Regions from separate parts of the Sus scrofa genome. Here region 2 is linked to region 1. Evidence: chromatin contacts called from public Hi-C data. All regions are on one chromosome and are shown on one strand. The core of a region is the stretch at or near the end of the contact, and the rest is flanking DNA. Distances in the headings are between cores, read along the strand shown. Region 1 has its middle 4.9 kb from the start of TRNAT-UGU. Region 2 holds the start of PNP (purine nucleoside phosphorylase).

Evidence for each region. A called contact is a pair of places that touch in the nucleus more often than the background predicts.
Region 2: a Hi-C map of alveolar macrophages shows a contact between it and region 1, with 1.8 times the contacts expected there. The contact joins the promoter of PNP here to the enhancer-like site in region 1. A contact is called at or near these places in 2 of 5 promoter capture datasets (fetal liver and liver), 11 of 47 Hi-C or Micro-C datasets (alveolar macrophages, brain, embryonic fibroblasts and 6 more) and 2 of 2 datasets of contacts at active chromatin or transcription factors (alveolar macrophages and skeletal muscle).

What each region holds. Positions count from the first base shown.
Region 1 is chr7:78,268,046-78,272,209 of Sscrofa11.1, forward strand. No RefSeq gene overlaps it. Among named protein-coding and RNA genes, the nearest start is that of TRNAT-UGU, 4.9 kb to the left of the region's middle. Within about 2 kb of position 1,701, at least 4 of the 83 cell types and tissues checked have an H3K27ac peak or open chromatin away from gene starts, as enhancers often do. A contact at or near this core is called in alveolar macrophages, where this site is marked.
Region 2 is chr7:78,444,984-78,449,147 of Sscrofa11.1, forward strand. PNP (purine nucleoside phosphorylase) reads right to left here and starts at 2,046. Exons shown (of 6, transcript XM_013989064.2): 1 at 1,781-2,046. The coding sequence starts at 1,830. TMEM55B (type 1 phosphatidylinositol 4,5-bisphosphate 4-phosphatase) reads left to right here and starts at 2,340. Exons shown (of 7, transcript XM_003356721.5): 1 at 2,340-2,620; 2 at 2,953-3,143; 3 at 3,513-3,619. The coding sequence starts at 2,479.

The sequences.
Region 1 (4,164 bases), core at 451-2,950:
CAAATTAAAAAATTTCTGTACATCAAAAGAAACAGTCAATAGAGTGAATATTTTCTACTAAATGGAGGAAAATATTAGTAAGCCATATATCTACTAAGGGATTAATATTTAAAACATATTTCAAGAACTCGGAGTTCCTGGCGTGGCACAGGGGAAACGAATCAGACTAGAACAATGAGGTTGCAGGTTCCATCCCTGATCTGGATCAGTGGGTTAAGGACCAGCGTTGCTGTGATCTGTGGTGTAGGTCGCAGATGCGGCTAGGATCCTGGGTTGTTGTGGTTGTGGTGTAGCCGGCAGCTGTATCTCCGATTTGACCCTAGCCTGAGACCTTCCATATGCCACGGGTGTGGCCCTAAAAAAGCAAAAAAATAAAATAAAATAAAAACTCATATAATTCAATAGCAAAAAACTAAATGACCAATTTAAAAATGAGCAAAGGACCTGAGGTGACATTTCTTAAAATAAGACACACAAATGTCCAACAGATATATGAGAAGGCAATAACATCACTAATCATCAGGGAAATGCAAATCAAAATACAATATCACCTTACACCTGCTAGAATGGCTATTATCAAAAAGACAAAAGATAGCAAGTGTTGGTGAGGATGTGGACTCCAGGAAACCATCGTGTACTTTGGAATGTGAATTGGTACAGCCCTTGTAGAAACAGTATGGAGGTTACCGAAAAAATTTCAAAAAACCCTACCTTATGATCCTGCAATTCCACTTCTGGTTTTATATCCAAAAGAAATGATATCAGTATCTCAAAGAGATATTTGCATTCCTGTTTATTGTAGAATTATTCACAGTAGTCAAGATATGTAAACAATATAAATATTCATTGATGGATGAATGGATAAAGAAAATGTCATATACATGTATACAATGAAATATTATTCAATCTTTAAAAAAAAGAAAATTGGGAGTTCCCGTCGTGGCGCAGTGGTTAACGAATCCGACTAGGAACCATGAGGTTGCGGGTTCGTCCCTGCCTTGCTCAGTGGGTTAACGATCCAGCGTTGCCGTGAGCTGTGGTGTAGGTTGCAGACGCGGCTCGGATCCCGCATTGCTGTGGCTCTGGCGTAGGCCGGTGGCTACAGCTCCGATTAGACCCCTAGCCTGGGAACCTCCATATGCCACGGGAGCGGCCCAAGAAATAGCAACAACAACAACAACAAAAGACAAAAATAAATAAATAAATAAAAATTTAAAAATTAAAAAAAAAAAAAAGAAAATTGTCCATCTGCTATATGTTTCTTACAATGTAAGTTTCTTGAATTGTCTGGGATAAGATAAAAAATTTTCATTTCAGGAAGACTATAATAAGAAAATGATGCATTTTATAAATTTAAGATTAAGAACTTAAAGAATTAAAAGTAAAACAAAATGGAGGAGATAAACAAAATGATACAAGTGCTTGTTTAATACAAAGAAAGGCAGAAAAGAAAAATGATGACATACTTAAGATCACTTAAAAATCAAAATGGAGTGACTATGGCTCAGGCATCCAAATGAGCTAGGTGCCCAATGTGGATGTGGTTTCAGACACATTCCCAAATCACTGAGAACTTGAACTTTCTGAACTCCATCAAACTCAAGGATATTACCAATCATTTTGAAAATAGTATCTGCTAGCAGTTGCTAGCTGCAATCTTGTACTTTCAAAATGCCTAGCCCCTCCCCATTTCATAACTATGTAATCATCTCAAACCCCAACCAATCCTTGCTTAATAAGCACTCTTACTTCTAATTCTTGCCAATTTATGTAACTTCACCATTTTTTGCTTTTATCAACTTCCCTCATTTTGTAATCCAACTGAACACAATTCAAGTGCTTCCTTAGATTTTTACTTCCTCCAAAGAAAACATACAGATGGCCAAAAAACACATGAAAAGATGTTCAACATCACTCATTATTAGAGAAATGCAAATCAAAACCACGATGAGGTACCACCTTACACCAGCCAGAATGGCCATCATCCAAAAGTCTACAAACAATAAGTGCTGGAGAAGGTGTGGAGAAAAAGGAACCCTAGTACACTGTTGGTGGCATTGTAAATTGGTGCAACCACTGTGGAAAACGATACAGAGAGTCCTCAGAAAACTAAACATAGAACTACCATTGGATCCAGCAATCCCACTCCTGGGCATCTATCCAGAGAAAACCATGACTCGCAAAGACACATGTACTCCGATGTTCATTGCAGCACTGTTTGCAATAGCCAAGACATGGAAACAACCTAAATGTCCATCAACAGAGGAGTGGATCAAGAAGAGGTGGTACATATACACAATGGAATATTACTCAGCCATTAAAAGGAAAAAATACTGGCATTTTTAGCAACATGGATGGACCTAGAAATTATCATGCTAGGTGAAGTCAGCCACACAGTGAGACACCAACATCAAATGCTTTCACTGACATGTGGAATCTGAAAAAAAGATAGAATGAACTTCTTTGTAGAACAGATGCCAACTCACAGACATTGAAAAACTTATGGTCTCTGAAGGAGACAGTTTGGGGGGTGGGGGGATGTGCCTGGGCTATGGGATGGAAATCCTGTGATATTGGATTGTTATGATCATTATACAACTACAGATGTGATAAATTCATTTGAGTAATAATAGAAAAAGAAATGTCACTGATTTCAACAGTGAAGAAAAAAAAAAAAAAAAGATTTGTACTTCCTAGCTGCAGTCCTAACAAAGCCCAAATACTTTTTTTTGTTTGTTTTTGGTCTCAACCAGGTCTCTGCTCTTGGAATTCTTGGTTAAGAGGGAATAATGAAACAAACAGATAAAGAACAGATAAATAGTCCCAACTGGAGATAGGCACTTGCTATCTGCCTCTATGAGGATTAAGTCACTAACCACTACAGTCACTGATCTTCAACACCCCCTGAAAGGAGCTCAGGGTGGAAATCAGAAGTGAATCACTTTGTGCTCTGGGAAAACTGGCAGAACAGGTCTTCAGATAGATATTTTCAGGAGAAGACTTTATGTGTCCAATTCTTGCATTTCCTTGTATCTAGAAAAGCACTAAAATATTAAAATGGTGCCATCTGCTCCTCATGACTGGCAGCAACTTTCACGGGATTAACAGTAACCTTCTGTAAAAAATGTGTGCTTGACTGCATGGATACATTCCACCCCACCACCCCACCCCCCGCCCCCGGCACAAAATCACATATGTAATGACATTCCCCCCTACCTCTTTGGATTGGTATTTCAGAGCTATAATCTTCATTTTGCCCCCCAGTAAAACTTAACTGTAGTCCTTATTTTGACCCTAATGAAACTAAACTCTCAGCTTTTAGACTGTGCTTTTTTTTTTTTTTTTTTTTTTTCCTTTTCTTTGGCCACTCCGGTGGCCTGTGGAGGTTCCCAGGCTAGGGGTCTAATCGGAGCTGTAGCCGCTGGTCTACCCGACAGCCACAGCTACATGGGACCCGAGCCACGTCTGCAACCTACACCACAGCTCTCAGCAACACCAGATCCTTGACCCAAGGAGCGAGGCCAGGGATCAAACTGGCAACCTCATAGTTCTTTGTCAGATTTGTTAATCACTGAGCCACGGTGGGAACTCCTAGGCTGTGCATATTTTAAGTTAAGAAGGATCTTACTGTGATTATGCAAATGTTTTAAACCTTGATTATAGTGATGATTATGCAGTTTGGTAAACCTACTGATATAATAATTAAATTGTACACTGACAAGGATGAATTTAAGGTACGTAAATCATACTTCAATAAAGTTGTTTTCAAAAAGTATTGATGGGAATCATAGAAAGCAAATAGCAAGTTCCCGTCATGGCTCAGCAGTAACAAACCCTACTAGTATCCATAAGATGTGCGTTTGATCCCTGGCCTAAATCAGTGGGTTAAGTATCCGGTGTTGCCTTGAGCTGTGGTGTAGGCCTCAGAAGCAGCTTGGATCTGGGATTGCTGTGGCTGTGGCATAGGCCAACAGCTGCAGTTATGATTCAACCCCTAGCCTGGGAACTTCCATATGCCATGGGTGCAGCCCTAAAAGAGCAAATATCAGTTGGTAGACTTAATCTCATCTATATCAGAAATTGCACTTAATGTAGAACAAATATGGTAGTTAGAAGCCAAAACTGCTAGATTGAGTAAAAATGAGACCCAATTTTATGCTATTT
Region 2 (4,164 bases), core at 796-3,295, 180 kb after region 1:
GTGGGGAGAGTCACAAAAGGATAGGTTTTAGAATGCGCATGTTATCGAGGTGCAAATAACGAACGCTACTCCACCCTAGAGTAAACACTTGAGCATCTGTGTGCCAGAAACAGAAGAAAGAGCAGCAGACTGGCCTGTCCCCTTGTAGAGCTACAACTCCCTCTCTATATTTTGTATCCAGAGGTTCCTTGATTCTTAAGTGTCTATGGAACCTACCTGGCCTGGAAAAGCTGTGTCTAAAAATCAGAACCCAGGTGAAATCTCCAGCCTCTGTAGCAGCCACAAGTGCCAGGAAAGTAACAGTTTCTTTAGTATTAAATATTTGGGGTGGGCTGTACTTTCCTCAATGTTAGGCTCACTGGAGAGGCTTCTAACTAAACTAGTCATGGTCCTCGGAGTTGTTTCTTCAATTCCCTTTTTTCTTTCTTTTTTTTTTTTTTTGTCTTTTTAGGGTCACACCTCCAGCATATGGAGGTTCCCAGGCTAGGGGTCTAATCAGAGCTACAGCTGCCAGCCTACACCACAACCACAGAAACACCAGATCCTTAACCCACTGAGCAAGGCCAGGGATTGACCCCGCAACCTCTTGGTTCCTAGTAGGATTCGTTTCCTCTGTGCCACGATGGGAACACCCTGTTTTTTCAATTCCTGTTGCCTCCCAGATGTAGAAGTCACAATTTGGGCTATAATATGGGGACAACTCAAATGTGGTTCAAGCTCCTATAAAGATCACATGAGGCTGAAGAAGGAGCTGGCACCCAAAGATTGGGCTCAGAGGTTACTGATAGACCCTTAGGGTTCTGCTTTGGTTTCTAGGAGTTCTTTAGAAAAAGGCAGCCATTTCAGCATTATTCTCCATCAAGGTGTCTCTACATTTAATAGACCTGAGCTAAAATGTTCCCATTTGTAGAAATCAGGTATTTCCCAAAAGCATGAGCTGCACCTCTGTGTGCTCCCTTCTGTGACAATGAGGCCCTTCCATTCCTGAAACTGCTTAACTAAAGGAAATTACTCTAGTAACACTGGAAAGACAGAGATATCTTTAAGGTGACTCACTTTTACTCTATCATCCACCATTAATTCCAGAATAATAGTTTGCTCATCCTACACTTACATGACTAGGGAAATCCTTCCAAATCATTGCCTAACTTTGTCATCTTTCCTGCTCTATCCTGAAATAATAAAAAAGTTCCTTTCAGCTGTGGGAGGGGATCCTGCACATTTCATCTCTGAGTACCCATTTAGTAGAGCACCTTGATTGATTTGAAAAGTAGTCTTATCTGCTATGCAACTTGAATATAGATGAATATAGATGAACAGGAGAGTGGGTAGGTGGGTTAGCTGGATGTTTAAATGTTTGAACTGCTTAAGATCTTTTCCATTACCTGTCAGAATAACCTCCACTAGCTGCCTCGCGGCTGGGGGCAAAGCTGAGACAAGTCTAAAGACTCTCATATCACAAAACAAAGTGACCAAAACATCCTTGGAATTGATTGTCAAAAAACTCTTACCACGCATATGTCTAGAACTGGGCGTCACAAAATAAACGATGAGATAATTGTAGTGATAGACAGGCTCATATAATTTCGTAATTTAATCAGGGACGAAGGGAGGGTGGAGTCTGCAAGGCAGCTTCCTGGGAAAGCCAGTCCTGTGTTCTGTGACTCCAGCGAGAAAGGCTGGAGTGACAATCTTAACATTTTAATCCACTGCTTTTTTACACATCTCCACTGACTTTTTACCGGTATTCCTTTGAATAGAGTGGCTAACTGTTGCCTACCGTTCCTCCTGCTGGTGCTTAGAAGAGTCCAAACTCCCGCACTCTTTCATTGCTGCTTTTTGAGCCACGCCCCCGGGTTCCGGCGCCAAGTTCGGGGCAGTAAAGTTGCGCCCCAAGGATCGCAGGGCCAGGGAAGGGAAGCCTTAAGCCAATGAGAGGCCAATTATAACCGCGACAAGGAGAAAAGTTTTTTAGTGATATCTTTGGACGGATTCGGAGCAATGATTGTCTGCCCCCACTGGGCGACTAACACCGGGATGGGCGGCTTTCTGAAACACGTGACCACGGAGAAGCAGCAGTCCTGCTCCACCTCCTGGTCTGGAGGTAGCGCGATGGGCCATGCTTCCAATGGCTTGAAGAACTTCTCGTCACGTGCAGTTTTTGCTGGCCTAGCTGCTTCCTGAAGGTCATGTGACAGTTGATGTTGGCGCGATGCTGCCCAATGGAAAATAAGAGCTGCCTTCGCCGGACCAGAAATTGGTTTATCTCCGCAAATAACAGCACGGCGGGGGCGGGCATAGCCTATCACGTGCGGCGGGGCGGAGCGGGGCGGGGCAGGCCACTGGTTGCGGGGCGAGCGGGGCGCGCGGCGCGCAGGCGCCCTGGGGACCCGGTAGCGGCGGCGGCGGTGGCTGCGGCTACAGCAGCGGCGAAGGGAGCCAGATCCCTGGCCGAAGCGGGAGACGGCGGTGGCGGCCATGGCTGCAGATGGAGAGCGATCCCCGCTGCTCTCCGAGCCTATCGATGGTGGCGCCGGCGGCAACGGACTAGTAGGGCCGGGCGGGAGTGGGGCTGGGCCTGGGGGAGGCCTGACCCCCTCCGCACCACCGTACGGAGCGGGTAAACATGCCCCGCCCCAGGGTAAGCTGGGGCAGGTCCGAGGTGTTCCCGGGGGTACTCTACGGAGAGGCGGAGGGGGCGGGTCCGAGGGCGGAGGCGGGGCCCAAGCGCCAGGTGCGGAGCTGTTGCACCTGTGACCGGATGAGGTTTCCTTTCTCCGCAATCGCTACCGGACCTTAGGAACCGAAGGGGGTTCTGAGGGATGTGATCGAAGCACTGATTATGAGAATCCCGCTGAGCTTGGTCAGAAGGGTTGAGGACCAGAATGAGTTGCCTTACCTCGTGGGGATGTCTGCAAGTGATGCCAGCCCATCTTTTTACTTCCTCTCCAGCATTTCCCCCGTTCCCCGAGGGACACCCAGCTGTGTTGCCTGGGGAGGACCCACCCCCCTATTCACCTCTGACCAGCCCGGACAGTGGGAGTGCTCCCATGATCACCTGCCGAGTCTGCCAGTCTCTCATCAACGTGGAAGGCAAGATGCATCAGCATGTAGTCAAATGTGGCGTCTGCAATGAAGCCACTGTGAGTTATACATACCTGTGAAATGGGCCCTGTTTCTTGGATCCTCTTTCTGATCCCTTGATTCTAGACCCTGACATTCAGGCGTTAGCCAAGTGCTTTCATGAAACCCAGGTTTCAGTTCCAGGAGTCTCAAACAGCCATTTCCCCAGAAGCCACTCACTAAAGCTAATGTTGGCCATCCCTCACCTTCATACCTATCCTGGATACTTAAGCCTAGTTTTCATTTGCACATCTCATGTTATATGCTTTTCATTTGTCTGTCCTGGCTAAGACTTTATCTCTCTGATCTTTTCTCAGAAGGTGTTTTTGAAAGAACTGGAAGGGATTGGGATTAGAAGTTTGCTTACCGATGTCCCCATTATTCTCTAGCCAATCAAGAATGCACCCCCTGGGAAAAAATATGTTCGTTGCCCCTGCAACTGTCTCCTTATCTGCAAAGTGACTTCCCAGCGGATTGCCTGCCCTCGGCCTTACTGGTGAGAGGCGTAGTTTGGGGAAGGGCATCAGTGGGGAAAATTGGAAAGCCAAAAATGGATGAAAGTTTATAGAGAACATAAAGGTGAGGGAGCCTGGTTTTTATTTAGATGGAGAAAAAGCTAAGGACTGTTGTCCCTCTAGAATGTAGCATCTGAGAGTTCCCTTCGTGGCTCCATGATTAACAAACCTGACTAGCATCCATGAAGATGTGGCTTCAATCCCTGGCCTCGATCAGTAGGTCAAGGATCCAGTGTTGCTGTGAGCTGTGGTGTAGGTCACAGATTCAGCCTGGATTTGGCATGGCTGTGGCTGTGGCAGAGGCCAGCAGCTGTACCTCTGATTGTACCCCTAGCCTGGGAACTTCAATGTGTTGCAAGTGCAGCCCTAAAAAATCGGGAAAAAAAAAAAAAAAAAAAAAAAAAGCAATAGTCTGTGGCAGCCATCTTTCTCATCTTTCAATAAAAAGATTAGGATAAAAGTGGTGTGCTTCAGGAAGTCGAAGAGTCTCAGAGACTGGGTGAATTATCCTAGGGTTAAAGGGAAG